Regions from separate parts of the Mus musculus genome. Here region 1 is linked to region 2. Evidence: chromatin contacts called from public HiChIP or PLAC-seq data. All regions are on one chromosome and are shown on one strand. The core of a region is the stretch at or near the end of the contact, and the rest is flanking DNA. Distances in the headings are between cores, read along the strand shown. Region 1 holds the start of Pdpk1 (3-phosphoinositide dependent protein kinase 1). Region 2 holds the start of Prss30 (protease, serine 30).

Region 1 (3,270 bases), core at 604-3,103, 170 kb before region 2:
TCCATATTATCTACATTTCTTTTGAGAAATCTTGCTATATTGCACAGGTTGGCCTTGAACTCAAGTTATTCTCCTTTCCACTTTATATGACTCCATAGGTTCACTCCACTTCATCTGGATTTAAACTCTTTGGAGTGAGGCAGGTAGTTTCTTTTAGCAACCTCCTGAGTCTGGTTAGTGCTGTCTGTGTGCATGTGTGTGTTGTTGTCCTCTTGAGCATGGTCAACCTTCTAGTGGCTACACCTCAAGGAAGAATGGCTTTTCCCTAATGGCCATCAGCTGCCAGTAACCATGGAGACAGGTGCAAGCCTGGTGAGGCCCCCTCCTGTCGGTGCTGGAACTTTGACTGGCTTGATCCTATGCAGGTGAGCACAGCAGTGGTGAGACCCTCGGTGCCAGGCCACATCAGGGTCAGAGTCAGCATTTCTCAGCATTGCTCCTCTTACATTCCCAAGGTTCCCTAAGCCTTATTTGGAGGGGGACTCATATAGATGCTCCCTTTTATTTATCTTGTGTTTGTTTGTTTTGCAAGACAGAGTTTCTCTGTGTAGCCCTGCCTCTGCCTCCTGAGTGCTGAGATCAAAGGAATAAGCCACTATGACCTGGTTCTAGATGCCCCATTTAAGGCTGAATACTCACAGTAATTTTCAGCACTTTAAATTATTTTACACAAATGACAAATATCTGGAAAGGGTGGTGAATACCTATACCCAAGCACTAGGAAATCTAAGGCAGAAAGATCATGAATTCAAGACAAGCCCAGTCTACATAGTGATGTCCAGGCTAGCCAGGGTTACATACTGAGACACTGTCTCAAAAACACCACAAAAAACAAAGGGCGCAAGGGCTATGGGTGTAATTTAGAAACATTTAATTTTGAGATGATCTAGCATGTGTGAGGTCTTGAGTTAATTCCCAACACTGAAAAAAAAATGGGGAAGGTCTGTAGAGATGGCTCAGTATGATGCCTGCTATGCAGGCAAGTCCTCAGCACTCCTGTAAAAGAAAGCTGGAGATGGTGGGGGTGTGTCTGTACCTTCACCCCTGGGAAAACAGAGACAGGGGGACCACTGCATCTCACTGGCCAGCCAGCCAGCCAAGAGGGATCAGCAAGTTCCAGGTAGCGACTGGTATAGGAAGACATCTGACAAACCCACAAAGTGGACACACACATACACTGTACACACAGCGCAAAAAGTTTACAAAAATTGTATGCGTTTCACCATAATTTAAAAAAACATCTACAGCGGTTGTCATAATGACAACTAAAGGAGGATGTGGCATACCTGTCATTTCAGCAGCTGGGAGGCTGAGACAGGATTGCCGCAAGTAGGAGGCCAGTCTGTTCTCGATAGTGAGATCCTGCTGGGAAAGGAAAAAAAAAAAAAAAGCAAGCTCACAAAGACGTCCATCAAAATATTGGCAAAAACAGGTTCATCAGGAGTGACAGGACGGCTTGTTTTCTGCTTCAAATCATAGCCCAATTTCTCTCCCAGATTACTCGTGACCTGTGAATCAGATTCAAGTTGTCCTGGCAGTAGGTTCGAGCTCAGCCTTGCTGCTGCCCCAGGCGTGACCTTGGCCCGCTGGCTACGGAGCCTCAGTTTACCTGACAGGGAACGCGGATGACAGCTCGGCGCTCCGGCCCCGGCCCCTCCCCGTCACTTCTGATTGGCTCGCTCAGCCTCCCTCGACAAGCGCGCCGGGCCCCAACCCGGAAATACGGCTCTTGGTCGGGGGCGGGGCCCTCACGGCCCGCCGCCAATGACAGCTATACTGACCAATGGGCGAGAGGAGCGGCGGCTACGTCGCGGAAGTCCTGCTTAGCGTCGCGCGGGGGCGGGGTGGCGCTGGGGGCGGCAGGCGGCGGGGCGGGCGCAGGATGAGGGCGGCCATTGCTGGGGCTCCGCCGCGGGGAGGAGGACGCTGAGGAGGCGCCGAGCAGCGCAACGCTGCGGGGGAGGCGCCCGCGCCGACTTGGGGCTCATGGCCAGGACCACCAGCCAGCTGGTGAGCGCGCGGCTGCTGTAGGGCGCACCGGTCCGTTACCCGGGAGCGTGGCGGTCGCCTGGGTTCTGCTGGGCGAGGCGGGGCGGCCCGGTGTCGCGGGCCGGGCGGCGCCTCACCTGCGGCTGGGTGGCGGGCAAGACTGTTGGCACCGGCCGAGGGTTCCTCTCGGCTGCGGCAGGGAATGCGGGCCCCGGCTCGGGCTGTCGGCGGCAGCCGGGGGCGCTGACAGGGCACGGAGGGCGGGGGAGGCCGGGAGGTGTCACCCGGTCGGGCGGGGTGGAAGTGCCTGGAAAGTTTGTTTTCGGCTCTGTGCAGCCTGGAGCCGAGCCTCTGGGCTTACCTTGAGGTCCTGCCCGAGGAGGAGCATTCTCCATCCTTTACCTGGAGGAGGTTCCTGGGAAGCAGGAGATGTGAGTTCCTGCTTGTAGCACCTGATGCTGGAGGCTCCTTTCCAGATTCTTGGTCAGCGGGGCATTTCGGTCCTCCTCTTGCCTGCAGTTCTACGCTCAGTGAGGTGGGAAGCCCTGGGAGGCCGGGCTTAGAGGCCCCAGCGAGGGCAGCCTAAGTTTGACAGGGAGGAGGGGTTGGGGGGGGCGGGCGGAAGGACGAGGACGACAAAACCAACCACTTGTTGGGTGAAATGTTTGTTTTCTCTGTGTTGTTAAATAAGTATCCATAGTTGTATTTTCTGGTAAGTTTTAGAGTTCTTAGATCAGCGTGTCTGCCTTGTATGAGATATGAAGTGGCTGATGAGAAGATGTCAGACGCCGAGCAAGATTTGGTTCAAAAGGCAAACCTCCTTGGGCTAGGGCTGTGGTTCAGTGGTAATCTGCTTGCTTCACATGTTCAGGGCTCTTGGGTTCGATCCTCACTCCAGCTTTCAGGGAGTGGGGCGGGATGGGAAGAGGGTTGTTGGTCTCTTTATTCGAGGGGACTGAAGAAACTCACTTGGTTCAGTATGGTCTAGGATGTGTCTGTGGTAGTGGTTTTTGGAGGGTCATGAGCCCCTTTAAGAATCAAAGTATGGGCTCCTTTTGAGAAGCATACACAGTTGCACGGAATTTTGTTGCTACCAGAGGCTCAAGAGCCTTCTGCATCTCATCCATGGACTTGAAGTTATAACCCTCTACTGTGAGATGGATGGTAATTAATCCAAATTCTAAAAGGAGGAGGACCTATCCAGCTGAGAAAAATGGTGAAAGGCAAAAAAGGGTGTTGCAACACTTGTGTCTTTACCCCGGGGTGCTTGGGCTAGCACGC
Region 2 (3,266 bases), core at 700-3,199:
TGTGTGTGTGTGTGTCTTTCATTCGGGAACTCAGACCTTTGGGGCAGGGAGTGAGGAACTTGCTGCTGCTGCTGCTGCTGCTGCTGCTGCTGCTGCTACTGTTGGTTTACTTGAGAGGTTAATTGGCAACTGTAACAAGTCCCTGTTTCAAAAAACAAAACAAAAACAAAAGAAACAAAAGCAACAAGCAAATAAAGCAAGCCATCTCTGTGTAAAATCCATAAAGACAGGTTGAAAAGCACACTTACCATAAGGGCCTAGGGGATGATCCAGGGCCAGAATCTTGCCACACAGACAGAGCAAAGGTCACCAGCCTGGATAGCATGTCCGCTCACAGCTTTCTGGGTGGGTAACAGGTTTTACATTCCTTCCCTGGAAAGACCAACCCTTGAACTTAATGCACCAGGCTGCCCTAGTGCTGATCTGTGAGCATAAACCTTCATCTTCCCCGCTTTAGTTGACTGAGAAACTCATTAGATTGCAACATGTTCCTGCGCCTCCTTCACTGCGGGGAATTCTACACGGAGACAGCTTTCTTTACTATTTGGCTGTCCTCAACATAATAAGTGATTTCCCTAATAAGATTAAAAAAAAAAAAAAAGACAAATCAGGTCTTTTTTTTTTTTTAGTAGCATCATTAGGAACTCATTGTTCCATATTTATTTGCTATATTTAATCACTTAATGATGTTGCCTATACTGAGGCTCAAAATGAGGCTCGTGTCATCGAATTCCGAGAGGGGACTATTCATGTCACAGATTAGTGAGTGCCTGGTGCTTAGAGGTGAGGACTTAATAACACATGTAGCAGAGTAAACTCAGCACCATACTTCAACCCAGGCGTGTCCAGCAAGGGGCCAGGAGGTCACAGAAACCCTGTTACATGGAAAATGAAAAATTTTGCAAATTATCAGCTTGGTCTAAAGTTAAACAGATACCTGAAAAAGCAAAAAGATTTTTAAATGTTTAAGAAGTTAACTACAGCTATAAGAATAGTGAGAGCCAGGAACTGTTAACATTTAGAGATGCAGAAGGGCCTGTGGAGCCAGTCCTGTGGTCTGAAAAGCAGTGAGCTTGGAGAGGAAGCCATGAGCCGGAAGCACTAGGCTGCTTATTCCTGTATCCGAGATGAGGCAGGGCCAGGTCTGCCCTAGAAATTCTGAGAAAACAGCAAACAGGAGGCCAGGAACCTCTGAGGCCACTAGAAGTCAGAGGCCAGGAACCTCTGTGGCCACTAGAAGTCAGAGGCCAGGAACCTCTGTGGCCACTAGAAGTCAGAGGCCAGCACTGGACAAGGGCAGTGCAGCTGGCAGAGGGAAGACACACCTCAAACACCCAGATTCAAGAACCCACTGAGGGGTTCGTTGGAGTCGTGGTTTGAGACCTTGAGAAGCAGCAAGGGCGGGCACAGCAAGGCTGGAGGCTGACCCTAGTCTGTCTTTTGTCCCTTGCGTGGTAGTGGGGAATTTGAAGTCGTCATAGTGGCAGAAGGAAATATCTTCCTAAAAAACCATTGAGTATTTCTGAGTTGATACTTCCTGGACTGGAGGGCAAACCCTGGCTACATTTGTTTCCACAGTGACCAACAGGACTCCCATGGGCTCCTAGTTCTTAAATAAGGTTGGCCAAGTGAGGGCCTTGAGCCACAGTGTTGAGAAGGGAGCCTGGGCATTGGTGTTCCTCTCTCATCTTGGCATTTGGTGTGGGGCCAGGTAGGGCAGGAGTCTTCTGGCTTCCTGGGTGAGACTTTCCTGTACCAACCTCACAGGTGGACTGACAGGCAGGCGGCTCCTATCGCCTCTGGCTCCTGATGGCCCCTGAGTTTCCTGGCCTTCACTAAACCACATCCCTGGAACTGCATGCAGAATAGGAGTCTGATTGGGCGGGTCCTGTCAGGCAATTAAGTTCCAGTTTGATTGCCTCTAAACACTGAAATGCAACCCTCCCCTAGATATTTCAAGGACTCTAACCCCACTGCGTTGTGGACCGGAGAGGAGCCATGGAGTCCCGGGCAAGGTGCATCTTTCTTCTTTTGCTGCAGATCCTGACAAGTAAGGAGTGTTGATTCCTTCCAACTCCTTCCTCCCATGATGGCTTCCACACCCTTCCTCCATCTTCCTGCTTCCTTATCATCCTTAGCCGCTCTCCCTAGACAACCTGGAGGGGGCTGAGAGTAGGAGGCCAAACCTCATGTGTCCACTGATCCTCCAAGAAAGACAGGGGAAGGGGAAAAGAGAAGATGGCTGTTGTCTTATCATGAGTCAGGTCTCATGATAAGAACTTCATGAATGAGATGTTCAGCCAGGCTCCTTCTCTTGTTTTGAATTTGTTGTTGTTTTTTAAATTCTATTTGGAGAATTTTCTGTGTATACAATCTATTTTGATTATATCCACAGCCTGCCCCCCCCCCACCTCCCCTGAGACCTAGCACTTCCAACATCGTCTTCATCTCTCCTTTCTCCCCCTCTTCTTCTTTTGCTGCAACTCTGAGTCCAGCCACTGCCGTCCACACGCCCATGGGGGTGGACCACCCAGTGGAGCATGGGCAACCCACCGGTGGTCACATCCCCAAAAAGTTACTCTCAGTCACAACTGCAATGGCTCCTCAGTGAGGGGTGGGCCTTGGGATCCACTCCCCATCCACAGTGGATTGTTGACGGCCTGACCTTGCGCAGGTCTTATGCAGGCTTCTTCTATAACGGCTGTGAGTAGCTACATGGATGCACCCACCACGCCGTGTCCAGAAGGCAGCATTTCCTTCTGCATGCATTCTCTCTGCCTCCTCTTCCGTGATGTCCTGGAGCTTGGGAGGGTGTTGATGTGGCTGTGGATTGTCCCATTTAAGGCTGAGCCCGTGGTTGCTTATTCTTAGTGGTTTGGTCACTTGTAAGTATCTGTCAGAGCCCATTGAGAAACCTTCTCTTGTTTTTTAGGGGCACGTGGAGATATATTGCCCTCAGGTAATGAACGGCCCAGAGTTTCCCAGGGAAAAGTCCAGGGCAGGGGATGAAAGGAGTTGTTGGAGATGGTGGGACCCAAGAGGGACTGGCTTTCTGAGAAGGTCCCTCTGCAGTATGTGGCCACTCCCGAGATGCTGGAAAGATCGTGGGTGGTCAAGATGCTTTGGAAGGACAATGGCCTTGGCAAGTCAGCCTGTGGATAACCGAGGATGGCCACATATGCGGGGGCTCCCTCATCCACGAGGTGTGGGTGCTCACGGCTGCCCACTGCTTCCGCAGGTTAGTGAGGTAGGGTGGAGAGTGGCAG

What was found. HiChIP or PLAC-seq counts read pairs in DNA pulled down with a chosen protein or histone mark.
Region 1: a contact with region 2 is called in a CTCF HiChIP or PLAC-seq map of the NIH/3T3 cell line, with 11 read pairs. The contact joins the promoter of Pdpk1 here to the promoter of Prss30 in region 2. A contact is called at or near these places in 1 of 39 promoter capture datasets (maxillary cranial neural crest), 1 of 15 datasets of contacts at CTCF or cohesin (the NIH/3T3 cell line), 4 of 484 Hi-C or Micro-C datasets (bone marrow-derived macrophages, embryonic fibroblasts and embryonic stem cells), 3 of 115 datasets of contacts at active chromatin or transcription factors (effector CD8 T cells, embryonic stem cells and pancreatic cancer cells) and 2 of 9 other capture datasets (liver and pancreatic islet).

Annotation. Positions count from the first base shown.
Region 1 is chr17:24,140,177-24,143,446 of GRCm38.p6, reverse strand. Pdpk1 (3-phosphoinositide dependent protein kinase 1) reads left to right here and starts at 1,853. Exons shown (of 14, transcript NM_011062.4): 1 at 1,853-2,010. The coding sequence starts at 1,987. It overlaps Gm33409 (a long non-coding RNA gene), which reads right to left and starts at 1,884. Exons shown (of 2, transcript XR_876671.3): 1 at 1,287-1,884; 2 at 849-996.
Region 2 is chr17:23,973,913-23,977,178 of GRCm38.p6, reverse strand. It overlaps Prss30 (protease, serine 30), which reads left to right and starts at 1,949. Exons shown (of 6, transcript NM_013921.3): 1 at 1,949-2,050; 2 at 2,933-2,959; 3 at 3,073-3,238. The coding sequence starts at 1,999. It overlaps Gm41546 (a long non-coding RNA gene), which reads right to left. Exons shown (of 3, transcript XR_876669.1): 3 at 1-372.